Regions from separate parts of the Mus musculus genome. Here all the other regions are linked to region 2. A link is a contact called in public HiChIP or PLAC-seq and promoter capture Hi-C data. All regions are on one chromosome and are shown on one strand. The core of a region is the stretch at or near the end of the contact, and the rest is flanking DNA. Distances in the headings are between cores, read along the strand shown. Region 1 has its middle 26 kb from the start of Ptp4a2. Region 2 holds the start of Col16a1 (collagen, type XVI, alpha 1). Region 3 holds the start of Serinc2 (serine incorporator 2). Region 4 holds the start of Ldc1 (leucine decarboxylase 1).

Region 1 (2,777 bases), core at 209-2,708, 250 kb after region 2:
TCCTCCTCAAGTGTTTACTGAAGCCTGAATTCCACAGAAACCTTTGGAAGTGTGTGCAGTGGCAGGCAGCGCGCAAAGCTGTCCCTGCTCCACGGACAGTTTAGGAAGAACGTGATACTCCGCCCTGGGCTCAGGGATACCGGAGAGAGAAAGCCAGTGTCAGGGGAATCCAGGGAGAGGGCTAAGGAAGGTAGACCGAAAGGAGGAGGCTTGGCTGAGAGGCTGACTTCTACCTCATGCCAGAACCCGCTTCCCGCTCTGCAGGCCCGCTCTGGGGAAAGCTAATAAATAGACTCTTTATCTGAGCGGTGCGGAGGAGGCTACCAAAAGGGGTCTCCAGTGAAGGAGCCGCAGAGGCAGCTTAGAGGCTCATCTCTTCTTTGCCAGAATTCCCAACAGAAAAGCAGCTACTTGCAAGGGCCTTGTTTTCTAGCTATTTGCCCAAGACTCTCTTCGGAGGGGCCGCTTGCTCCTCAACCACAGGCTTGACCGGATAGGCCTCCTGCAGACATCCTTAGACGTGCATAGTGGCTCGGGACTTAGGATTCCGGCAGGTATTTGCTAGCTGTCCCAGGCAAGTCATTTCCTTAGACTCTTCACTTCCTCCGGGCAAAAAAGGAGTACGGTGATAGTTCACCTCGCAGATCAGAACCTTTCCTGGCAATGTTTGCAATCTCACAACAGCCATTAGAGCAGTGGTTCTCAAGCTTCCTAAAGCAGCAACCCTTTAATATAGTTCCTCGTGTTGTGGTGACCCCCCTCCCCCGCCATAAAATTATTTCACTGCTAATTCATAACTAGAATTTTGCTACTGCTAATAATGTAAGTATCTGTTACACAGGCTATCTGATATGCGACTCCTGGGGTGGGGGTGGGGGTGTGTGTGTGTGCCCTCGCGACCGCCCCTTACAGGTTGAGCGCCACTGCATCAGATAATGGTATTCTTGTTTATTTATTTATTTTGTTTTTTGTTTTGTTTTGTTTTTTTTTTTTTTGAGACAGGGCTTCTCTGTGTAGCCTTGGCTATCCTGGAACTCACTTTGTAGACCAGACTGGCCTCGAACTCAGAAACCTGCCTGCCTCTGCCTCCCAAGTGCTGGGATTAAAGGCGTGCGCCACCACGCCCGGCTCTCTTATTTTATTTTTATTTTACTTAGGAATCAAGGCTTAGAGAGTCTTTTCTGAAGCCAGGGGCCCAACAGTGATGCTTTCGTCAATATCTAATGACTGCTTCCCAGATATCAGTAGAGATCAGGCTTCCCCACCCCCACAGCTGTGAAACCTAGTACCTCAGCTTGCTCAAGCTCCTGAGTCATGCAGCAAAACCAGCCCAAGATAATCAGGAGATCAAGGAAACTCAATGCAGAGGGGAAAACCCAGCCACAGCCACAGGCCTTCTCATAGGACAGTTCCCACTGCAGGCCCCTCCAATGAGCAAGCCAGCACCTGACACCTGGGTCCTTCCTAGGCTCTGGGACTTCCCACAGTAAGGAGTCAGTGACACCTGGCTCTCTGGCCAACAGCCACGCCTTCCCCTGGTTTGACGTCAACTCGGCTTTTGTTTTGTTTTGTTTTGTTTTGTTTTTTGAAAAGACAAGAGTCTCACTTTGTAGCTCTGGCTGGAACTCAGGCTGGCCTTAACCTCACAGAGATCCTCCTGCCTCCTGCCTCCTGGGTGCTGGACCTTTGCTTTTAAATTACTCTCTTCCCTTCCACCCCACATACCCCATTGCTGGAAGAATTGACACCCCAACCCCCATCTTCACTGTACACCCATTTCGAAGCCTCTATGGTTTCCGCTCAGCTAAGCTCTCTAATCACACTCACCGAGGGTCTGTTAACTGCCAGGCCTAAGGGCCACCTCCATCCTCTCTGTTCTAGTTTCTCTAAGCACTTGGTGCTATGCACAAGGTCTTTTATGTTATTTTATTTTTGGGTTGGGATGAATATGTATGCACATGGCCAGAGATCAATGGATACCTTTATCAATTGTTCTCCATCTCGCTTTTGGACCAGAGTCTCTCACTGACCCTGCAGCTACAGTTTAGCTAGTCTCCTCCTCCCCTTTGCTGGGATGACGGGAGAATGCCACCACACCCTGCTTTATGTGGGGGCTGGCTTTGAACTTGGTTTTTGAGCAGCAAGTACTTTACCAAGCGAGCCTTTTCCCCAATCTTTATTTTGTTTGGTATCTGAGACAGGGTCTCACTCTGTAGCCCAGACTGGCTTTAAACTCTCAGCAATCCTTCTGCCTCAGCTTTTTAGGTGGTATGATTACAGATGTAAGCCACCAAACCCTGCCGCTTTAAAACTGTCCCTGCTGGGCTTCTGCAAGGACTCTGCTCCTGGTGGTCCTACTGTGCTCCAAACTCTAAGCATTGTTCCTCAAGGTCACCTCCTCTTGCCTTCCTCATCCTTCTCACAGTTAGCCTGTGACTGTGTCCCTAACGCTTCCTTCCTTGTGGTGACTTAGTCCGGTATCTCAAGCTCTCATTTTTCCTCCAAAGGGCGCTTGCTAGGAAATTGCCTTATCTCCTATCCGCATGACCTTAGCCACAGCATGGGAAACTCAACATTGCCAAAATCACCAAAAACTCACCAAACCCAACCTCCGTTTCTCCTCCCCAGACCTGCTCCCCTACTATGTTCTCAATCTTTCATGTTTTGTTTGCTTGGGATTTTCTTTTCATTTTTGTTTTGAGATAGGGTTTAATTACGTAGCCCTGGTTGGCCTAGCATGCTCAAGAGATCTGTCTGCCTTTGCCTCTTGAGTGCTG
Region 2 (2,700 bases), core at 46-2,545:
CTCTTGGCAGAGATCACAGGGCTGTGTATGAGCCAAGAAAGCTTCCCCTTGTGTGTACAGGGGCAGGAGAGCAGGTCACCAGGGCTCAGGACCCCGTTGCCAACCTCTCCCGCTGATGGATGCTCGTCTTTTTGTTTTATTAAACCCTGATGGATGGGCCCAGATAAATCAATGCAGGCTCAGCAAGTGGCCAGCAGAGTCATATATCATCTGGCCCCTTCTAGGACAGGCAGATCATGAGCACACAAAGCCATGTGTATCAATACAATACACATAGGCTTATAGGCACATAGGTGCCGGGACTGTGCAATCAAACCTAGCTGCAGGCAAGCGAGCTAAGAGACATGAGAACTGATAAGCCCAGTTTACATACATGCTCCTGTCCAGAGCCAGACTATGAGCACCCTCCAGGAGGCTCTTCTGTTGGTACTTTCTTAGGCAAGTCAGATTTTGTACGGTGCCATGCTTACTTATCTCCCTTATTGCTGGATACAGAATAAAGGATGCCTTCACGCATGCGTGTGTGTGTGTGTGTGTGTGTGTGTGTGTGTGTGTGTGTGTGTATATATATATATATATATGAGGCTGGACTCTTGGGATGGATCTGTGCCCCCACCTCAGTCATCTCCCATCCTAGGGGTGTGCATCCCCCCCACTCTCCAACCCCAGCCTGACCTTCCCTTCCTGACAGCCAGTGGAAAGGTAGCCGACTATGAGCAGCATGTGGGTGCATGTGGAGGCGTGAACATAGAGATGGGCTCAACATGTTCACCACTCTGGCTCCTACTCCCAGGCCTCAGATTGAGTGAAGGGCTTGTAGGGATGAGCTAGAGAGATGCTTCCAAGGAGACCCCGCCCCCCTCAACACAGACACAGATGGAGGCAGAGACAGCAGGACCAGCATGGAGTTTCCAGATCACCCCACGGCAGAAAAAGAGCACTGAGGCCCTCAGAGAGGGCTAGCCACTTGCCCCAGGTCACATAGCGAGTCAGTAGCAGAATATGCCCTTTCAGCTCAGAGGGAGAAGCAGCCCAGTGCTGGCCCACTTACCAACGGCCCGCGGAGCCCTTCACTGAGCAATCCTGGCAGCCCTAAGGCTGCCAGCTATGGGAAGCAGGGCCAGGGGTCCACGGCCCACAGGAGGATCCTCGATCTCTCCCTGCCAGTCTGCGCTGACCCCAGCTTTTCCACGTCCTGAGTTCTCTAGACTGAGTGCAGCGCAGCGTGCGCGCACACTCACACGCCTGCTTGCAGGAACTGCCGGCCGCTCCTGGAGAGGGAAGAGGGCGGTTCCAGGGGGCTGGGGGCCTGCCAAGAGGCTAATGGAACACAGCTGGGCCGGCCCGCCAGGCTGGAGGAGGAGGGAGACCGCGAGGGTTCGGCGGCTGCGGAGGCACTGGCCATTGGCCTGCACCGCCGCGCTCCTGGCCTGGCCCTGCGCCCGGGCCCGCCCGTCCCGCTTCCCCAGCCAGGTGAGCCTGCGGGTGAGCGGAGCAAGGCGGGACCCTGCGTGCCCAGAGCTGCCCTGGAAGGGGCGCCTGCGGCTGGCTGGCTGGCGGGAGGGAGGCCAGGCTAGGCGCGCCCGGGACCTCCTTAGTGCCCCCCCTAATTTCCTTGGCTGAGACCCCAGAAAGCTGGAGAAGACTAGAGACCCCTCCTCCATAGTCGTGGAACCCGCGACGTGGCTGCTGACCAAGCCTCGGTGGTCAGCTTTTTCCAGTGCCTGGGCCTAGCATTCCTAGGCTGTAGAACCTCTGCTTGCACTGGGAGGAGGGGATAGAGCACCACTCCCCAACCCTGTGCTAAATTAACTCCTTCTGCTCTGTCCCCATTTCTACAGAAGTAGGGTCAGGGAGTCCTCTTGGACTCCAGAAGGTTGGAAAGACTCAGATCCCTACCCCCTGCCCCCTCCCTGCTCCCTGCTTTAAGAAGACTTTTTTTTAAATTAATTTATTTTGTATGTGTATGTGCGGAACGTGTACACAGGCATAGTTGTAAATGCCATGTTGTATGTGTGGACGCCAGAGAACAATTGATGGAGTTAGCTATCTCCTTTCACAATAGGGGTTCTGGGGGAATCCCGCTAAGGTGGTCAGTCTTGGTGGCCAGCACATTTACCTGCTAAGCCATCTCCATGGCCCTCAAACTTGGTTTTGTTCTCTTTTTAACTGGATATTGAGCCTAGAGTTTGCATATTCTAGGCTAATGCTCCCCCCCCTTGGTGGTATAGTGGTATGTGTGTGTGTGTGTGTGTGTGTGTGTGTGTGTGTGTGTGATGTGTAAATTTGTGCAGGTGTACACACACATGCTTGGTGGTGGCAGCCTGTTGCCTTTAATCTCATCACTCAGGAGGCAGAAGCAGGTGGATCTCTGTGAGTTGAGGACAGCCTACTCTACAAAGTGAGTTCCAGGACAGCCAGGGCTACACAGAGAAACCCTGTCTCAAAAACAAACAAATAAACAAACAAAAAAAACAACCAAACGAAAAACCCAAACCGCTCTGTTGCTCAGGCTGGCCTTGAGCTGGTCTGGGACAGAAGCAAACCTAGAACTTTCTATTTTTAAGATAGGTTCTCACTATGTAGCCCTGGCTGTCTTGGAACTCCCTTTGCAGACCAGGCTGGCCTTGAACTCACAGAGATTCCCCCTTGCTTAGAGAACGCTGGGACTAATGATGCACACCAGCACACCCAGCCAAG
Region 3 (2,878 bases), core at 206-2,705, 230 kb before region 2:
AACAGCCCTGGCACAATTACCAGCTCAGCCAGGTGCTGTATGAATCACTCGGGGAAGCAGTTAGGCCGGATCTTTGGCCCCTGCGGCCAGCCAAACCTATGGACTTCCTTCCCTAACATTATCTGGTCTAGAGTTGGTGGGGGAGAAGGCTGGGGTGAGCTACCATAATTACAGAACTCTGCTGCTGCGCCTCACACCCGATCCTGGGGATGACCTGCCAGGATGCCCTCTCACCCAGTGACCTCCTTAGCTAGGAGGTCATGGCTGTACACAGATAGGGAGTGAGGAGTGCTGAACAGAGTGTGTGTGTGTGTGTCTCTGTATGTGTCTCTCTCTGTGTGTATGTGTCTCTTTCTGTGTGTATGTCTATCTGCCTCTGTCTCTGTCTCTCTGTGTGCAGTGCTGAGCAGTGAGTGTGTGTGCCTGTGTGTATCTCTGTCTGTCTGTCTGTCTCTCTTATGTGTATATGTGTGTGTGTGGAGTGCTGAGCAGTGTGTGTGTGTGTGTGTGTGTGTGTGTGTATTTGTCTCTCTCTCTCTGTATATCTATCTGTGTTTCTCTCTCTCTCTCTCTCTCTCTCTCTCTCTCTCTCTCTCTCTCTCGTGTGTGTGTGTGTGTGTGTGTGTGTGTGTGTGTGTGTGTGATCCAAGACAGGTCCAGAGTTTGAAGACAAGGTGGATGGAGAGGAGAGGGTCTAAACAAGTACGAATCTGGGGCCTTAACAGGGATGGGAATGACACAGGCTTTTATTCATGGAGCAGTTGCTGTGTGTTCTAACAGCCCCATGAGGTTAGCACCTTTAGTTTCAATAGGGGAAACTGAGACTCAGAGAAGCAAAGTAGCCTCCCTTATCCTCCCTCTGTCTGTCCTTCTCTTCTTTCTTTCCGTAGGCAGGATCCCATGTAACCCAGGCTGACCTAGATCTGGCTATGCAGCCAAAGATAATTTTGAATTTGTGATTCCTGCCTCCTGAGTGCTGGGTTACAGGCGAGAGCCACCATGCCCAGTTTTATGTGGATCAAACCTAGGACTTCATGAATTCTCTGGAAACACTCTACCGACTCAGCTACATTACCATCCCCCCACCCCCTTGCCTAGTAATTTACCATTGAGCACCCATAGATTGGGCCGAGGTTTTCCGCCAAGATCCAAGGGCATCAGGGAAGACCACCTCTTACTTCCTCTAACAATGACAGTATTTGGGGTCGGTCACACAATGGCTCCTATGAAGTTCAAATCCAGATGTATTTCCAAATCCTCGCTTTGGTTCAGCAGACAATCCTAGCTCAGAGTTGAGTTGGGCTGTGCCCCTGTCGTTGCTGGACTTTCCCCATCTCAACCTCTTTAGGAAATGTCTGGCGCCAGTACCTGTCCCAGGTGAGTCCTAGGAGGCCCCGAGCGTCGCCGGAAAGTGACGAGCGGCTTCGGCAGGTGGGGCGGGGCTGGGGCGGGGATGGGTTTGGGGTGGGGCCAGCCAAGCGCCTGGAGTCCCACCGGATCCGGGATCCGAGGCCGGTGCCCCGAGCCCCGCGCCCCTCACCGCCATGGGGGCCTGTCTCGGGGCCTGCTCCCTGCTCAGCTGCGTGAGTGCCCACCTCGTCCCTGCCGCGGCCCCGCTCACTTTTTCTCTACCTTCTTCCTCCAAGTACTTTCTTCTTTTTGCTTCCTCCAAACTTGCCTTTCAGAGGCCCCACCGATGCCCTTCTTATCCTCATCCCCCAGCTGCTCCGCTTCGGCCGCGGTGCGCTGGACAGCTGGTGTCGCGGCTCGGGTGACCGCGGGGGAGGGGTGGGGCGCGGCCGGGCGCCTTTGGCGCCGTCACTCCGAGAACCGGGATACTGAGGCCGGCAGCGGGTGCGGGGAGCCCCGCGGCCATTGCGCGCTCCCCAGCTCAGAGCACCCCCAGGTTGCGTGGCGCGTCTCTCTCCAGGGCGCGGGACTCTTTGTGTAACTGGTAGGGTCCCGGCCCCGCTGAGCTTACTGTCTTTCTGGCAGAGCGTCTGTCATTCTGTCTGCCCCTGTCGCCTGGCTTAGTCTGTTCTTTTGTGTTTGTCCCGTTCACTTCTCTAGGATTCGGGCACTGTCTGTCTGTCTGAACGTCGTCGTAACCAGCTCCGTCTGCATCCTCTTTCGGCGCGCAGTCTGGCCCGCTCACTCTAGGGCACCCCCCCTGCAAGCGCTGGACCCTTTCCCTCCAGCTCGAGCTGGAAAGGAGATGGGGGTTGGGTAAGAAGGGTGGGCAGGAGCCCCCCCCCCCCCATCCCGCTCTTGAGCGAGGTTGGTGTCGGTTGTCACTGACTACCTGTGCCAAACTTTGGATTTGGAAAGATCCAGAAATTGAGGGAGGTTGCGTGTGTCCACCTGGTCGCCACTGTTGGGGACCAGGCGGGAGGCCAGCTCTGTTTTGGGGCAGCAACCAGCACAGGGGAGGGGACCCGGCCGGCCATAACCGGCCGGGAGGCCCCCACTTCCCCAGCCCCCTTTCTTTTCCTTCTTCCCCTCATTAAATCTGAGGCTCTTTCAGACAGCTCCCTCCCCTTCTGGCCCCACACAAAGAGGGGCGGAGAGGGCTCCCGCGGCTGGCTGCTGTAGGAAGGTTCGTTCAGGACTTGCATCCTTTGTCCCTGATTTGTGTGCGTGTTAGGAGCGGGTGCCCAGGAGAGAGCTGCGCATCTAGAGGTTTTCTTTGTAGCCATTTTCTGAGAGTGAGCTCAGTCTGGGGAGGCAGTGGCGTGGGTCCCTGGACACAGCTCTTGTCCTCTCTTGGGCCTCTCTTTCCACTGAAGTGGGGGGGGGGGGGAGAGGGAGAGACGGGTAGAGGGAGAGAGGGAGAGAGAGAGAAGCTTGAACAGGAGATCAGAGTAAGGCTATTCCTTGC
Region 4 (2,700 bases), core at 110-2,609, 170 kb before region 2:
TCCTGCTTTTGAAGGTAGCCAGTGCTTGCTTTCCATAGGCATCCCCATCTACCCTGAACACCTGTCAGTGCACACCTTGGAAGGTGTGATCCCGCCTGAAGGTTGGGGCTGAAGGTGGGTTTCCTGTACCCTGAGATCTTGTTGGGACTGGATTTCCTCAAAAATATTGCCCTAAAACCCAGATAGCAACATCGTCTGGGCTCTCTGAAAAAGAGAAAGTAGGTCATGATGGCCATAGGATGAGTCATGTGGAAAAGGGTCATGAACACAGTCCCTACTATAGACCAGAAGCTGTGGGGTGGTGAGCTGTGATAGGCAGCCTGGTCCCTGGTTGAGCTCAGGCTTAAAACCCGGGTGACCCAGCAGGTGACTGTGCCTGCAAGGAAAGGCAGACTTTTGGCCACACCCCTTAGGCTCCTGTCTCCTGTCACGTAGCTACAGCCTCTCATAGCCACCCCCCTCCCCCCATACCCCCTACCCCCACCCCTCTGCCTCGGAGAGGTCTGTGGCCATCAGTCATGTAGGAGCAGCACCAAGCCCTCCCACATGCAGCTCTCAGGCCAAGCCAATGAGAAGAACCTGCTGTCAGACCCTGACCCACCCCACAACTGTATATAAGAACCCTATCTAGGAGGAATAAAGGTGTGAGAACTACTCCATCATCTGAGAGCTTCTGTCATAAGAGCTGTAACACTGCCGCTTGGGAAGAAGTCTGCTCTCGAAGCATCACCTGAAGCTCCCCTGCACTCCTCACTGGCTAGTCAGCCTCTCCTTGGCCCAGCTCATCACCTTGGGGCCCAGCAGCTGGTCTTGAACAAGAGTTGTCAATCTTGGTAAAGAGGGAGGGTAATTCCCACCCCTTCTATTACTGGTCATTACTGGTACCCAAGAAGGCTTTCTGTTTCAGATTGGGAGGCCATCAGACCTGGCTTTCCCAGGGCCTCTTCTGGGTGAGTTCTGCTGTTCTTGTAGCTCTGCTTCCCTGACACTCAGGGTTTCACCCTCAACCAAGCCATCATCTGGGGCTGAAGTCATCTGCCTCCAGCTTTGCTGTATGGATGGCTGCCTTCCTGCACCTCTGTTTTAAGACATAAAAATACCAGAGTTCTAATCCTTTCTTTGCCAGACATGATTTCTGTGCATTCCTTTAATTCCACCCCTTTAATCTCTTTAATCCGATTTAGGGCCAGAGTAACTGAGTAACTGAGTAACTGAGTAAGGGATTAACTGGAGTAACTGAGAGAGCAACGGTGGAGACAGAGGTGGAGCCAGCTACAGCAGTGGAGGCAACAGAGACAACTCCTCCTTTCTGCTTGCATTCTCTCCTCTTTGCCTGAACCCTCGTACCCGGCTGGGCCAGAGATCTCTGTGGAAAGTCTCCAGTACACAGGCCCACAAGAAGCCCTGTGGCTGCTGGGGACCCCACTTTAGTCTGAGGGTTCTCTGGCTGTTCCAGGGAACCCCAGGTGCCACCAACTACTCAACCTGAGGCAAGTCCCTTTCTTTCCGTGTTGGACATAGGTCTCACTTCTAATCTCTTGTGACTGATCTAGAGTTGGATTCTGCCATTCTATTGCATCTCCATTTCTCATCTTGAGTGGGAGGGTGTGGGAAGGGGCCTGGAGGAGAGTCACACACTCTCTTCTGAGGGAATGGTTGCTGTGGCTTGCTTGTCATCTGCCATCAGTGGCTCAGGCCACGTGCTATCAGCGGTCTACTATAAAGCTTGAAAAGATCAGTAGGACTAGGTGGAGTTCATGGGACTTAATGGGACCCAGGCTTCAGTGACTTGGCTGTCCTAGCTATGGGAGGGACAGGAGGAAAAGACTGGGTCCACAGAGCTGTCCTTTCTATGGTGCCAGGACTGTGCCCAACAGACACCTCAACTAGAGTCTCAAGGATGAACACCCCCTCTGAGGTCAAGAAGGATCTGCTGGGAGTTGCAGAACACCTGAGGCCATCAGAGCCCATCACCTTGGGGCCAGGGGCATCTGCCTGGCAGCTGGTCTTGAAGAAGATCAAGGAGTTGTCCATCTCGGTAAGGAGGGAGGGTAATTCCCACCTCTTCCATTACTGGTCATTACTGCTGCCTGTTTCCTGTTTCAGATTGGGAGGCCATCAGACCTGGCTTTCCCAGGGCTGGGTGAGTTCTGCTGTTCTTGTAGCTCTGCTTCCCTGACACTCAGGGTTTCACCCTCAACCAAGCCATCATCTGGGGCTGAAGTCATCTGCCTCCAGCTTTGCTGTACGGATGGCTGCCTTCCTGCACCTCTGTTTCAAGATGTGAAAAGATCAAAGCTCTAATCCTTTCTTTGCCACACACGATTTCCTTGCATTCCTTTAATCCCAGCACTCAGGAGACAGAGGCAGGTGGATCTCTGTACATTCAAAGTCAGTCTGGTCTACATAGCAAGTTCCAGGACAGCTAGGGCTACATAGAGAGACCCTGTCTCAAAACAAAACAACGCCGGGTGTGGTGGCGCACACCTTTAATCCCAGCACTCGGGAGGCAGAGGCAGGTGGATTTCTGAGTTCGAGGCCAGCCTGGTCTACAAAGTGAGCTCCAGGACAGCCAGGGCTATACAGAGAAACCCTGTCTCAAAACAAAACAACAACAACAAAAAGAAAGAAAGAAAAGAATGAAAGAGAGAGAGAGAGAGAGAAGGAAGAAAGGAAGAAAGGAAGGAAGGAAGGGAAAGG

Evidence for each region. Promoter capture Hi-C pulls out the DNA fragments that hold promoters and counts their contacts. HiChIP or PLAC-seq counts read pairs in DNA pulled down with a chosen protein or histone mark.
Region 1: a promoter capture Hi-C map of embryonic stem cells shows a contact between it and region 2, with 3 times the contacts expected there. The contact joins the enhancer-like site here to the promoter of Col16a1 in region 2. A contact is called at or near these places in 6 of 39 promoter capture datasets (the 3T3-L1 cell line, 3T3-L1-derived adipocytes, cranial neural crest and 3 more), 1 of 15 datasets of contacts at CTCF or cohesin (the NIH/3T3 cell line), 4 of 115 datasets of contacts at active chromatin or transcription factors (the NIH/3T3 cell line, craniofacial prominence, memory CD8 T cells and 1 more) and 2 of 9 other capture datasets (adipose tissue and liver).
Region 3: a contact with region 2 is called in an HNF4G HiChIP or PLAC-seq map of pancreatic cancer cells. The contact joins the promoter of Serinc2 here to the promoter of Col16a1 in region 2. A contact is called at or near these places in 13 of 39 promoter capture datasets (the 3T3-L1 cell line, 3T3-L1-derived adipocytes, the HPC-7 cell line and 7 more), 4 of 115 datasets of contacts at active chromatin or transcription factors (the NIH/3T3 cell line, embryonic stem cells and pancreatic cancer cells) and 2 of 9 other capture datasets (embryonic stem cells and pancreatic islet).
Region 4: a contact with region 2 is called in a promoter capture Hi-C map of embryonic stem cells, with 4 times the contacts expected there. The contact joins the promoter of Ldc1 here to the promoter of Col16a1 in region 2. A contact is called at or near these places in 5 of 39 promoter capture datasets (embryonic stem cells, hematopoietic stem and progenitor cells, stem cell-derived epiblast-like cells and 1 more), 1 of 115 datasets of contacts at active chromatin or transcription factors (embryonic stem cells) and 3 of 9 other capture datasets (adipose tissue, embryonic stem cells and macrophages).

The regions. Positions count from the first base shown.
Region 1 is chr4:129,792,727-129,795,503 of GRCm38.p6, reverse strand. No RefSeq gene overlaps it. Among named protein-coding and RNA genes, the nearest start is that of Ptp4a2, 26 kb to the left of the region's middle. Within about 2 kb of position 1,458, at least 261 of the 459 cell types and tissues checked have an H3K27ac peak or open chromatin away from gene starts, as enhancers often do. A contact at or near this core is called in the NIH/3T3 cell line, adipose tissue, craniofacial prominence and 4 more, where this site is marked.
Region 2 is chr4:130,046,435-130,049,134 of GRCm38.p6, reverse strand. Col16a1 (collagen, type XVI, alpha 1) reads right to left here and starts at 1,295. Exons shown (of 70, transcript NM_028266.5): 1 at 1,052-1,295. Gm12963 (a long non-coding RNA gene) reads left to right here and starts at 713. Exons shown (of 6, transcript XR_003955360.1): 1 at 713-727; 2 at 1,209-1,473.
Region 3 is chr4:130,274,163-130,277,040 of GRCm38.p6, reverse strand. Serinc2 (serine incorporator 2) reads left to right here and starts at 1,455. Exons shown (of 10, transcript NM_172702.3): 1 at 1,455-1,583. The coding sequence starts at 1,545. It overlaps Gm34957 (a long non-coding RNA gene), which reads right to left. Exons shown (of 2, transcript XR_376686.3): 1 at 1,107-2,878.
Region 4 is chr4:130,220,954-130,223,653 of GRCm38.p6, reverse strand. It overlaps Ldc1 (leucine decarboxylase 1), which reads left to right and starts at 1,359. Exons shown (of 10, transcript NM_001034872.2): 1 at 1,359-1,490; 2 at 1,863-2,038. The coding sequence starts at 1,901.